Linked DNA regions of Gossypium raimondii: region 2 is linked to region 1. Evidence: chromatin contacts called from public Hi-C data. All regions are on one chromosome and are shown on one strand. Each heading gives the region's core, a stretch centred on a gene start, on an enhancer-like site or on the middle of the called end of the contact. The rest is flanking DNA. Distances are from core to core; before and after follow the strand shown. Region 1 holds the start of LOC105779761 (zinc finger protein BRUTUS). Region 2 has its middle 5.1 kb from the start of LOC128040523.

Region 1 (7,100 bases), core at 3,276-5,775:
AATTTCATTAGGAAGAGATTATATCTTAAAATCCTTAAATTCAGATATCTAGAAATTTGAAGAACTAACAGTTTGATATTTCAGTAACCCAACAACCAAAACAGACCAAAAGACATAAATAAAATAATATAAAGCATGGGCAGTAGAGTTAAACAAACCAAGTGAAATACAACTTCCAGATGTTGATGTGGGTGAAGATGCATCATTTCCTTCCCACCACTCATTAAGCCACTCACTGAACATTGTGTTCTTAGTTGCCTGTTTCCATGTGTCCATCATTTTGTTCTGCTCCTCTTGAGTAAGAGCAGAAGTTACCCATGGCAACATTGACTGGAGCACCTCTGCACCTGTAGTACCAATAATTCGACCAACAATCTTGTCCTGCTCGTCCACAGAAAAATGCCTGTCAAACAACGGCCAGAGCTCAAGTTCTTCTCGGAACACATGTTGATCCAGTGTTACTCTAATGGATTTACACATGCCCTGCAGCTCTGTGGCTTTCTGAATGTACTTCTGCATTGTATCATTTTGCCCAGAAGAATCTGAGTTAATTTCATTCAAGTTACCATTCACATTGCTATCGTTCAAGTATTCACAAAGCTGCGTAAGCTCGGAAAGTGCAGATGAAATATCTTCAAGAAGTCTCTCCTCCTGCTTGTGATCCAGAGTATAAGAGTGGCTAACGTTATGAAGAGACTCCTTAGATTCTAGTGCTGGAAATACTATATCATCTTCAGCATTACTGTGAGCTCTATATAAACCCCACAACAACCGAAATCTGCCAGTGAACTGCCTAAGAAAAGTCTCATTGCAATCATTTAGCTTTCCAGATTCAATATCCAAATATTCCAAATCTTTACGGATGGCTTTATGAAATTTGAATATATTATCAATAGGCCGTAAGCTTCTGACATCACTGGAGCTAATATCTGTTTCCCAGTTAAAAAGACTGGAGTTAAGCGAGGGGGCAGATGGAGTAAAAGATAATGACCGCAAAGATTTTGCTGCAGCCAGAGAACTCATGCCCAGCTTACTGCTATTCACTCCTAAAGCTGGGACACAACAAGACTGATCACTGCATGATAATTTATGGTTATTTATTGTTCCTGTCAACTGAAAAGAATCCGTTTCTTCCGAAAAAATTATATTTCCACGCTTTACCGGCCTTCTATTATCATCTGCCCTTTCCTCAGTGGAACAGATAGAGGTGCATGCACAGAATGGTTGGTCAATATCCTTCTGGGTTCTAGTAAGTATTCTTGCAGGACAGGCACCAATTGCACCAGAAGAAAGACAAATATCTGCAGAGTGACCTTTGCACACCCAACCAGAAAATAGTGTAACCAATGCGGAGTTGGATGGTGGAGCTGACCATATAATCTGAAAGTTAAAAACAGACAAAAAGAGGGGGGAAAAAATAACCTAAAGCACTCGGTCAATAAAAATCAAACCTGCCAAATTCATATTTTGGAGGAAAGACCTAGCTTCTTCTTCACTTAATGATCCTACCAACCATGGTAAGACGCACTCAATTAATTTCAAGGGCATCACACACAAACTCTGATAAAGAAGTTCTCTCTGTCTTTGGGGGCTAAAGTGCTTCCGAGCAAGTGGAAGTACCTACAAAAGCAGTCCAGCATACCGTAAGGAGAGCACTAGGGGCAAAAAGAGATGAGAAACATGGTTTCAAGTGATACGTTCTGGTAAACTTGATAATTTGGTACAAACATTATAAAAATGTCAAGAAATACAGAAACATGTAGTGTAATTATAAAAAGCAGACAGACACTCATCAATTAAAGCAATAAAATACTTGCCTGTGCTTCTTCACTATGGAAATGCTTCTGCATACTATCCATTATTTGATCAGCCTGTGAGCACAAATTTGCAAAGAATTCAGCAGAAGATGAGTCAGCTCCCGCACTTTGAATATTTTCGATAAGGCGCCGAAGCTTGTTAAATTGAATTTCTTCTTCCACATGCTCCTGAGTAAAAGATAGTTCTGCATCTACAGCAGGGAATATAACTCTATCCTCAGCAATACTGCAGCAAGAGAGAAGATAAGTTAATTTCATAACAGGTATGTAACCAGTCATAAAGGTAGATCATAAGTTGTCCTAATACATTTCATGCATCAATTTTATTTTTTTCTGTATCACACCAGATCATAAAATTGAAGTCTTTTCCTGCATACAATAAACTGTAGCTTCAATATAACATGAAAGATAGGAAGTGTTTGTTAGCTATGAAGTAAAAACAACCCTAATCAACAAAGATTACTATTAAAAGGAAAACACAGAGAAAATCCACACCTGTGAAAGATGCATACTTCAGCTATGAACTGCAGCCTCTCATTGAAGCCAGATAAATCAGAAAAATCACCAGAAATTTGTATTTTCTCAGCGGCCTTGGCTATATCACTCAATTCTCGTTTGATAGCATTATGCCAAAGCATAATTTCATCTATAGGACAGGACAGAGTAGAATCCTTAGGTTTAGAACTTAGCTCCATATATTTCCTTTTACAACTTTTGGAAGATTCACATGCACAGTAACCACTTTCAGTTTGACTTGGTAAGACACTAGCCCCAAAAGCTTCACATCGAGCCTCGCCTTTGCAATTTTTACATTTCTCAGCTGTCTTGACACCTTCCATCCAGGTGAAAATAACCTTCACAACAGACCTAAAAATGTGAGATTTGATTCTAGAAGGAACTTGTGAGTTTTGGATAACTAATAACAATATCCTATATAACCTAGAAGCCCTGTCACCTGATGAAGAAGTTTCTCTCTTGGAATTATCTTGCTCAAGCACTTGCGCATATCTCGATGTTCATCAGGTGATATAGAGGAGGAAAGCCATGGAAGAAACTCCGCCATCATATTAACAGGTATGCTGCAAAGAAACTGCCATACCAATGACGCCTGCTCTTCAAATGTAAACTTCTCAATAAGCAAGGGAAAGACCTGTCAATTCCAAAGCAAGCATGTGAAACTAAAAGATAACTTTGAGTTAGAAGATTTAACTCCTTATTCTAAATTTGAAATGGAATGCATCATGACAAGTGATCAATCAAGTTAAACATCTCAGTAATGTATATCAACAACCTCATCCACCTCCAAAATAAGGTAGGAGAATTGCTATAACACATCAAGAACGAAACAACCAATATTTTAGGAAATAAATTTTTCATCTGGCTTCTGGTTTAATGTTTGATTTGCAGCATTTGCCTCAAATATCTAACCAACCTGTTCCTCTTCCTTGGACATATGCTGAGTAATTGATGTCTGAAGGGCCCCAGTGCAAGAGGCTAATTCTCTCCTATAGCTTTCTTCATTCTGCATATCTGAAGTCAGCAATGCAAACAACTGATCAAAAAGGACACTTTCACCTTCATGTTCAAGTGAGTATGTTGGAGCCACATTCTTCACGCGTATATCAAGAGCCGGAAAGATAACCTACACATAAGGTAGTTTTGAATTCAGTAATCAGTCACAAATATCAGACAAATATAAGGTGATGATGCAGCCAACAAGAATCTCATAGGAAAAAGGAAGGATTAAAAAAAACCTTGGAGAGACTATGTTTATTTTAATTACAATATTACTTTTAAGTTACAACAAGGCAATTTAGTTCACAGGGGTTTTCACAAGTCTTTTGAGCCATCTAAGTATAAGTCTACGACAGCGAGCTTTACAGAGATTACCCCATATCTAAATATAGTGATAAATTCAAATTTCTATAATCAAATTCAATCAAGTTCTTTCCTTCCTCAAACAATAACCCTTAAAACATGATAAAAGCATCACAAATTTACGAATTTAATAACAATTCGGGAAAGCTAATTCTGAGTAAGGGATTTAGAATTTTCTAAAAAAAGTAAAGGGATTCAAAGGAAGGGGCAAAATAAAGCCAAAACTAATGTTTAAAAACCGAGGAAGAAAAAGAGATAAAAGAGAACAAGAAGGAAAACGACAACGCATGAACCTCATCTTCGGCGTGGCAATGGTGCTTATATATAGTACGAAGGAAATGACATCTCTCCAACAAAGAAGTAAGATCAGAGTCGTGGTGGTTGGTGGCAAAAGCCATGGCAGCTCGGTGGAGGGCGTCGAGCTCAGCCTTGATGGCCTTGTGAAAGAATTGGAAGATAAGAATGGGAGATTTAGAGGCGGAGTTTTTCAAGCAAGATTTGGAAGGTGTGGATGGATCGATTGGATTCAGAGGACCTGCCATTATTGCTATACCTCCTCCTCCTCCTCCGGGCTCTAAGCTCGAGAATGGGGTCGCCATTATAGAGAACTTCGACGTGGTTTCCGATTCAGATTTCCAAAAGCCCTACTAGATCTTTTGCCTGTTCATACAATTTGGAGATTTCATTTCATAGCCTTTTCTTTCCTTTTTATTTTTTTTTTCTTCCTTTGCTTTAATGTTTGTGTTTGTGGGGAGTAAAGAAGAATGTGAAACTTTTTCTTATATATATATTTTTGTAATTTTGCCCCTTTTTTTTCCCTTCTCTTTCTCCCTCTTTGTTAGCCAGAAGAATGTGTTTTAATCAATGCGGTAGATGAAGAAGAGAATTTTTCTACCCTTAAAATAGGTCCTAAGTTCTTGAGTGGATTTTGAATTTTATTTTCTCAAATTTTAGTTTCCATTTTAAAAAGGTAATTTCTTTTTTATTATAAATTCGAGTTTATTATAATATTATTTGTTATTCTACGGTATTAAATAATTTTTATATAAAATATTTTTATACAATACTAGGGTAAGAGATGATGGTAACATGATCGAATCCGTGTCAAACGAGTGTCTAACAAAATTTTTAATTACTACTCCTTACAAGATTTATTTTAAAATGTTAAACCGCTAATTTAGTACAATAATATTAATAATTTGATGGGAACTTTTAAAATCGAAAAGTAGTGATTAGATTTTAAATTTAGGAATAATTAAGAGATTTAAAGTATATTTTAACCATTTTCTACTTTCAAAATAAAAATAATAAAATACTAAAATTTTTATCAAGAAATAAAAAGAAATCGATAGTTTTGGGTAAGATCTCGAGTTAGAATGAAAAATAGTAAAGGAAAGTATTGTCTTATTTAAGAGTCAAACTCACTTCAATTTCAAATTTAGTGAAGCCTAATGAAAAAGAAAACCGTCCCATAGTATTTGATCCAAATATGTCAAAATTTCTAAATATTACTGCAATGGTGAATAGTGTAGAAAATTTATATTAGCAAAATAATTAGATAATATGGCATTTTTTAGTCGTAAAAGTAATATTTAATGCATTATTAGTGATTTTAAAATTCTATTCAATTAATTTTACTTCTAATGATGTGTAATTAGCACATAAAATTAGAATGTAGGTTGATAATTAGAGAATATATGCATGATGGCTGGCGTGGGATAAAAATAGTTTCAAATACAAATACTAAAATATTCTGAGTTGCAACTTTTTTTCCTAATTTATTTAGATACAAAATATTTTGCTACTTAAATAAATTAATTTTAGTACAATTCTCCTTTTTGGTCATTATTAGATTCCAATTTCCATAAATTAAAATATAAAAGCTAAATATTATTAGGATAGAATAAATCCATAAAACCTTTCCTATCATAGTATAATATAAGAAAAATAAATAAATTTCTTAAAAAGTAATATTACAGCTAAGCTCATAAATTTAATAGCATTTATTTTATATGCTATAATGGCATTTGTGTTATTATTACAGGATGGAATTTGTGAGTGAATAAACGAAAGGACGGCACTCGGCAAATCTTCTCCTCGAAAAGGATGGCTAAGGCAATTGTTTGACACGTGTGAAAAGCACGTGAGAGCGTTTTAAGGACAGAGTCTGGCTTATCACAACCTCCACGTCAGCATCCACCCAGTGTCTGAAACGGACGGAAGCACTTCATCACGGTTTCACCAAAGTGACAACCGTCAAGGGTATAATCGCCATTTCCTCTTTTCAAAGATTTTATATTTTTTTATTTTATTTGTGCTTAATTTATTTAGAAAAGAATAATCCCAAAATGAGATTACAGTATGACGCAAGTTGGGTCAAGTGTTTTTAAGTGTGAGAGCTGGACAAGCCAATATTTAATCCCACAAAACCAATTTCATACAATTGACTAATAATTCCATTTTTAAATGAAAAATTAAATGATTAATATTTAACACATTCTTATTAATTATATAATCACTATGTGTAAGTCAATGACATCTCATTTTGCAGGTGAATAAAGCTTGGGGCAAATAACTTTTTTTTAATGTTTTAAAAATTGTTGTTAGGGATCGTCCCGATTAAACAACAAACAAGTAAAAAATAGCGGAACAAATTAAGAAATTGAACACACAAATTTAACGTGGAAAAACCCCTTCAAGAGGATAAAAAACCACGGACAAAGATAATTTTACTATAATGGCAAAAGAACGAAGAGTACAAAAGATGAAGATAAAACTAAACCCCAAAAACCCGAAAACAAAGAACCCTCAAAACGTAAACACAAAATTCTCTAAATGTGTTATGAGTTCTAATATCTAATGGGTGTATTTACTAATATTATAAACTAGCCTATTTATAGGTTAAATTCATATGTCAAATAATAATAAAATAATCTAAACTAATCGGTGTTTGATGAAACAAATAAACAGAGTTTAACTAAAAGATTATTTCTCAAATTTGATGAAAATAGAGTCATACTTAACAAATCTCCACCTTGACTCATATTTCCACAACGCCATCTTTGCCAAAGCCCGCCATACGAGCCTATCTTGAACTATGTAGGAATTAATCGAGTCCAATCATGGCTTAGAAACCTGGAAGACTTCTAGCCTTCGACTTGTACACCGCCAAATCAAAACTAACCCGGTCCGATTTTCACGAACACAAGGTTCTAACTTTTCAAAACCTGCATCCAAAGAGAACCTTTCTTCAACGAAATGGTCATACATTTTTCCCTCCTATGACCAAGTTGCCTCCGCTCCAAACGAGTTGACTTCGACTCTGTAACGGATGAGGGACATCCGATTTCACCGGTCACTGTAGGACCTTCCAGAATATAAAGACTGTCAATTCTTTTACCTTTT
Region 2 (7,100 bases), core at 2,331-4,830, 52 kb after region 1:
TGCCCCAAAGTTTTTGAATTTAACTTTTTTTTGGAATTTGTAGTTTTGTATGATAATTAAGTTTGTTAATATTCGACTCAAAAAGTTTATGATAATTTGTTTTTCTGATTTATTTATGAACAACAATTAACTTTAAGCCATTGTGATCCATTTTTCGGTGCTGGAATTAGTCCATCCATGGGTTAAAATTGGTATCGATGGCTTTAACTAGGGGTTTATTTGTTAAGAGAACTGAAGGCCAAAAGGAAGACAAATTATAGTGACCATGAAATCCCAGAAACTTGGGTAAGACGGGTGCAATTAGCCAATTTATGTTCTTCCAAAAATGCATTTCTGGCCTTCATGCCTTTATTTCGAGATTATGGCTTCGATTAATTCTTTTACTATTACAAAGGGACAGGTGAGTGTATAATTAAATGTTAAAATGTGTCATAGGTCTTTATACTGTTCACAAATTTGAAATTTAATTCCTATATTTTTACTTTTAGGAATTGAGTCCCTGTCATTGTTAAAATTATTTTGTTAAATTTAGGTTAATTACAATGTCATTGCTTTAGTTACATTACTACCAATTGTGTATTTTTTTATTTCAAAATTTCACACAAACAAATTTTTAAAAAATTAACATACATTTGTGAAAAATACAATCAACTATGGAATATTTTTAACCAATTTTAAAATGTGATTTTTTTTTGCAAATAAGTCCAATTAGTTTTGATTAATCGGAAGAAATCACCAAATACATTTGCATTGATGGGAAGAAATTTTCATTTTCTTTCTATATATATAATTCTAATTTATTAATGTTAACAATTTATTTTTTATTGATAATTTTTCTTAAATGCTTATCCATAATTTTTCTTAGATATGTTTAATTTTGGATGCTATTTATAAAGTTAAATTTAAATTGATATATAATTTTAATATTAATTAAGTGATAATTAAAATATTTAAATTTTATTTAAGTAATGACTCTATTTTACATTGATAAAATTAACCCAATTTTAAAAAATAGCCCTAATTTTTAGGCTAAATATTTTTAACTAATAATTTAAATTATAAATATCATAACTTTTTCCTATATTTTATGCTTATAGTAACTCTATTTTAAAATTAACACAACTTTTAAACTAATAATTATAAATTAAATTATAATTATTTTTAAAAGTGTGATTATCACGGATTCTATTAAATTATAATTATTTTTAATTATAAATTTAATAATATAATAAAAAATATTCTTTTCAGTTTAAACTTTTTTTTTCCCAAATTTTTACTCTTAAATATATTATAGATATTGGCCAAACCCTTCCTTTTTGGTTCATATGTAAAGTAGATTAGATAGATGAATCTAATTGATGTAAATAGTATTTATTAGTTGCTTTTCTTACCCTTTCTTGATTGATTAGTAGGCTTAACAAAGAGAAATCATAACAGAAAGCAGAAGGTACAAAGTTGAGCTTATACCTTCTCTACTTGAAAAATGGGGAGCGGGGATGGTTGCTAAAAGTTTACTATGTGTTAGATTATATTTTGGTATTTCTACTTAGAAAATGAGTAAATTAGTCTATATACATTAGATCAAAGAGTACATTGATCATTTCTGTTAAAAAATGCATCAATTTGTACCATGAAAATTGATATAGCTGATGGAATAACCAAACAGTGACAAATAATGTGTCATTTGCACCTCATGTTGATATACATGGCCCAATATTTAACAGTAGAAACGGAAGAATTTTTAATAAAATGACTAATTTGTTTTTTGATCTAACATATAAGGGTTAACATGTATTTTTTTAGTAAAAAAGATAAAATGCAATCCAACTCCTAATACAACAAGCTACATGATACTTTTACTTGAGAAGGGATCCATGACTCAACTATAAATGAGCTCATTTAAAATGTAGTAATTATATAAAACAGATTGAAAAAAATATTATACTAAGCTTTTGAATTTAAAAATAGACCTATTCAAAAGTCAAATTACTTCATCGAGCTTAAAGGTTTCGATTTAAATTTGAGAACATTTGAACAAATGCATTAAACTTGAAAAATCTGTTTCCTGAATAAGTTGAGCTTAAGTTAGAGAATTTCAAACTCAGACCTAATCTATTATATATTATTTAAATGGATTGGGCTTAGGTTAAAGAATTTTTAAATGGGTTGGGCATAATTATTTCTCAAGATGAAATTATATATTTAGGGGTTTTTTTATAAAAATAATATAAAAATAATTATTTACGAAAATGGACTATTTTGAATAGTTCTTATCGGTATCGCCTGGCACACCGATGACACCATCCCCTTTCCCCCCAAATTATCAACCAATTATGTGTTTTTTTTTAAAGAATTTTTTTGTGCTACCACTGTGTCAGACAGCACTGGTATGTATTTTTCTCAAAATACTCGAGAAAATACAGGTATACCGAGGAATCAAATAAATATTTTTTAATGATTTCGCCGTGTGTCAAGTGGCACTGGCGAAAGTAAAAAAAAAAACAGACCGTGTCAGTAAAAAAAATTCTGAAAAAGTCCCCTTTCTTTTTTGCTTTTCTAGCTTTTTTTCCTCTTTAACCTTTTTCTTTAGCTTTTTTTAAATAATTTTTTAATCGATGCCGCCAACATGTCAGACGGCACCGCCGGTCTTGTGACGCAGTTAGGCGGCACCATACACTATAAATACCCCAACCCCAACCAAAAATATGTTTCTTTTGAAGTTTTGCATTTTTTTTTTTTGAAGTTTTTAGTGGCAGTTTCAGAAAAGAACAGAAGAAATTTGCTTACTAGAAGAGGAGAAAACAAAAAAAGAAAAGAAGAAAAGTTTGTGTTTTGCACTGCAGAAATAAACTTCGAGTTTATAATGTTAGTTTGTACTTATTTTTATGTAATTATATTTATGTAGTAGGATTTAATTTTATTAAATAAAAGCTAATTTTAATTAATTTTACAGATTTAGTATCGAAGATGGATAACCAATTCTTCGTATACATTCATTTCGATGGAGTAATTTTACAAATAGTTGTTGGTTGTATATTTGAATCTTCCCAGCAAATAGGAGTGAGGTTTAATAAAAATGTGTCTGTCGATGATATGAAATAAAATATTAATGCAAAAATTGCTCGACATTATGGGAGGAGGGTGTTGAGACTTTTCTACAAATTTCTAGTTTCGTCAAATCCTATCAAATTTACCGAGATGGAACTTGTAGACGATGAAGACATGGAGACAATGATCATAATTTATTGTTTGATTGGAAGGGTGAACACTAAATCGGTTCAGTTGTTTGCTGAGTCAGTAGATGTGGAGCCTGTTCAAGATGCCACTCCCTTAAGTCAACAATATGGAGTTCAAGACCCGTGTACGGAAGTTTCGAGAGCGTCTCTCGATAGATGATCGTCTGTGTACAAGCCCATTTGCCCGGGCCCAACAAACAAAACAAAAAACACCCAAACCCAGCTACCAATACACCACAAACTAGGCCTACTACCCAACTAACCATTACTAGCCCAATGAGCCCAATACCCAAACCTAGCCCAAAACACCACAACCCATCTTCAGCAAAAAATAGTTACCCTAACCCTAGGTGCGCCGCACCTAGGGTCGGCCACTTGCTTTGCCTAGCGCCGCAGCACTGTCACGCCGCTCACCTGCCCACCTGCCACCGCCATAGTCACGTTGCCACTTGCACCTGCAAAACATGCAACCAAGGAAGACAGAAACAGACCACAAAATCGGGGGGGATTTTTTTCTTTCTCTTTGCTTTCGGTTATAAAAACCGATGATTGTAAAACCAGGGGTTGGGGCTTCTCTTTTTTTTACACGAACATTCAAGGAAATACAAAGAAAATTTCAATTGAAAAATACCAAAGAGGGATATTCTTTTTCTCTTTCTTTTTGTAATATTTTCACAGAAATAAGAAAACAAAAATAAAAGGTGACTACTGCCCTTTTTTAGATCGGTTAGTTTGTTTCATTTTAACCTTGTTTGCACTTCTAAATACAAAAAAAATTAAGAGTAAGGGAAAGGGGGTTTACCTGCGCCGCGCCGGAGGAGGGGAAGCCAAGCGGTTTCGCCTCTGTTTTCATGTTTTTGGTTTATCTTTAGCGAGATTCATCCCTAGATCCATGGCCTAGAAGTGGCCGACTTCAAAAAGAGACCAAAAAGGTCCATTCTTGCACCTCCGGCCGCCGCTTGCGGTGGAGTCACGGCGGAGGTGAGCCGGACCGGTGGCCGGATTCTGGGGAAGAAGATGAGAGGGGAGAGTTTTGAATTTTTTTTTAAAAAAAATGGGGGCTGAATGAAATTTTTTCAGAAAATTTAGTATTAAATACTGATATGAAATGGCGTCGTTTTGATAGGGTCAGGACAACCCCAAAACGATGTCGTTTTAGGCTCCTGACCCGAGACTCGACCCGTCTGCCTTAGGGGATCCGCGTGTTTTTGACGGAAGGGCTAATTGCACGTTTAGCCCTTCCGCTTTTTAATGCTTTTAAAATTAGGTTCTTTTAATCTTTTGAATTTTACCCGGAAATTTTTTGCGTTTTCAATTTAATCCTTACCTGAACTACGTCGTTTTAAAGGAAGGGCAATTTGCTTTGCTAGTCCCTCCATGTTTTATGCGTGTTCAGAGCAGTCCTTCCCTTTTCATTTATTTGCGTTTTGACCCCCCCGAATCTTGTTTTAATGTTTAATCTAATCCTTTTGCTATTTTGTTTATTTTCTTAACAAATTTCATATTATTATTGTTATTATTATTATTACTATTATTATTATTATAATTGCTTATATATACATACGTATATTTTTTATATATATTTTTATATACTTATACACATACTTTTTTTTTGTAATATATACATACATATAAACATACCTATATTTATAATTTATTTATACATGCATACATATTTATAATACACGTATATATTTCTAATTTTTATAAATATATATACATATTTTTACATATATATATATTTATTACTTTTATTTTCATAATTCTTATATATACTTATATACATTTTTTTATTTTCATGAATACATACACATACTTATATGTTTTTTTATGTATATATTTCCATATAATTTACATATAGGTACAAACTCATATTTTATATATTTTATAATTCATACATGTACATATTTTTTATACTTTATAGCTTAAAACTATCTATATATATCTATATACATTTTATAAATACATGTATATAAAACATACTTTTATACAACTTTTATAATATATATACGCACATGTGTATGCATGTGCTTGTTTACATGTTTATTTACAATAGTTTTAAAATGTATTCATATATATGTATCTTTTACATTTACATCATCTTATTTATTTCTTTTGTTTATTTCTTTATTTGTATTCATATTATTTAGAATGAATGGTTTCATATTATTGTTTGTATGTTTGCCATGGTGTACTATATTAGTTTGTCTTTTTAATTTATTTTATAGCCTTTGTTTTTATTTTACTTACATTATCATCTTTATCATTATCTTACATCCATTTTTACTCGGATTTATCAAAAACGAAAAATTTTAAGAATATAAGTAATACTCGGTATTTGGGATCTTCGAGAGAATCGAGCCCTAACGTATTGGGTTCCGATATTCTTCGCTGAATCTAAATAATCGAGGTTACTCTTTTAAAAATAATAAAAGCTCATTATCGGGAATTTAATACGTTATGCCCTAACGCATTGGACATGACACGTTGTTTTCCCGAGATGAAAGTTTTTTTTAAATAATAAAGGCAGTATTTTGCATTTAGATTTGAGAAAGTCGTACCCTAACTTACTAGGTTTCGATCTTCACAATAAATCTAAATGCACGAATCTTTTCAAAATCAAGTTTTAAATGATCTCGAGATTTAAAAGAAAATCGCGTCCTAATTTAATGGTTGTGATCTCCTTTTTAAATCCGAGATTGCAAAATATCTTTTAAACAAGCATTTTTACGTATCAGGAATTCGAGACATTGTGTCCTAACTTATTGGATATGATTCTTTTTCTTGATTAACGTGATATATGCTTCTTTTCCTAAAAATTTTCATTTTTATACAAGGATCGTATTTTTAATTCTTCCCAGTTCTCAATTTTCGACATCAAGACATTAGCTAATCAACTAGGTACCAATTTTGGGCGTTACGAGAGTGCTAATCCTTCCTCGTGCGTAACTGACTCCCGAACTCGTTTTCTGAATTTCGTGGACCAAACTCGTTGTTTTAATAAAATTAAATCGTTTATTAAAGACAACCACTTTTCAAGGTGATCCGATCACACCTTATCAAAAAAGATTGGTGGCGGCTCCCTTTTTTTTCGTTTTCATTTTCAAAATCCAAGTCGACCCCGTGTTTTCATCAAAAAAATGGTGTCAACAGTCTGTACATGGGTTTTGACATTGATCTAAATGTTGGATGGGTAGAACAGTACGATGGTGGAGCGACATCGACATGGGTTGATAATCCAAACCATGCTTTGATTGCGTATGATAACCTTAATCAGGGTTCTCGTTTAAATATACATCTGGTTGTGACTGAGACCAATGTGGATGGTGAAGATGAATCCAATAATAATGATTGTTCTAATCACAAGGGTGAAGATTTTAGTGACCCAGATCTAGATGAGGTCCCGAATGATATCTACGATGAAGACACGAACGATGATGAAAATGTATACGCCCCTTCGGTCAGGAACACGAGTCATGGCATTTTCATAAGCAATGACCTTGGGGTCCACATGTTAAGTGTAGATTCCAATGCGGCGCATGCATCCGAGTTCCCTAAGTACCCTGATATAACATTTATTTACCGGTTGGCGGCAAATCCTGAATCGAAAGAGTTGTTCGTGGGCCAACAATTCGCAAATAAGGAGGATTGCATATTTTTCATCAAACGGTATAACATTAAGGTATCGGTTGACTTTAAAGTTACTGTCTCTAAACCAATATTATATGTTGGGGACTGTTAGAGGTTGGCAGAAGAGTGCAACTGACAGGTACAAGCTGTATTTATCTAGAGGTCCCAACTGTGAGAGGTCCCAATTTAATACATTTTTTTAGTATTACTTAGCTTAGCTTCTTAACTCTCAAA

Evidence for each region. Hi-C and Micro-C count contacts between places; a contact is called where the count stands out from the background.
Region 2: a contact with region 1 is called in a Hi-C map of leaf, with 2.8 times the contacts expected there. The contact joins the enhancer-like site here to the promoter of LOC105779761 in region 1. A contact is called at or near these places in 2 of 2 Hi-C or Micro-C datasets (both in leaf).

The regions. Positions count from the first base shown.
Region 1 is chr4:7,611,389-7,618,488 of ASM2569854v1, forward strand. It overlaps LOC105779761 (zinc finger protein BRUTUS), which reads right to left and starts at 4,526. Exons shown (of 14, transcript XM_012603682.2): 1 at 3,989-4,526; 2 at 3,250-3,459; 3 at 2,773-2,967; 4 at 2,313-2,671; 5 at 1,818-2,043; 6 at 1,452-1,620; 7 at 159-1,367. The coding sequence starts at 4,294.
Region 2 is chr4:7,664,196-7,671,295 of ASM2569854v1, forward strand. No RefSeq gene overlaps it. Among protein-coding and RNA genes, the nearest start is that of LOC128040523, 5.1 kb to the right of the region's middle. Within about 2 kb of position 3,581, the one cell type or tissue checked has open chromatin away from gene starts, as enhancers often do. A contact at or near this core is called in leaf, where this site is marked.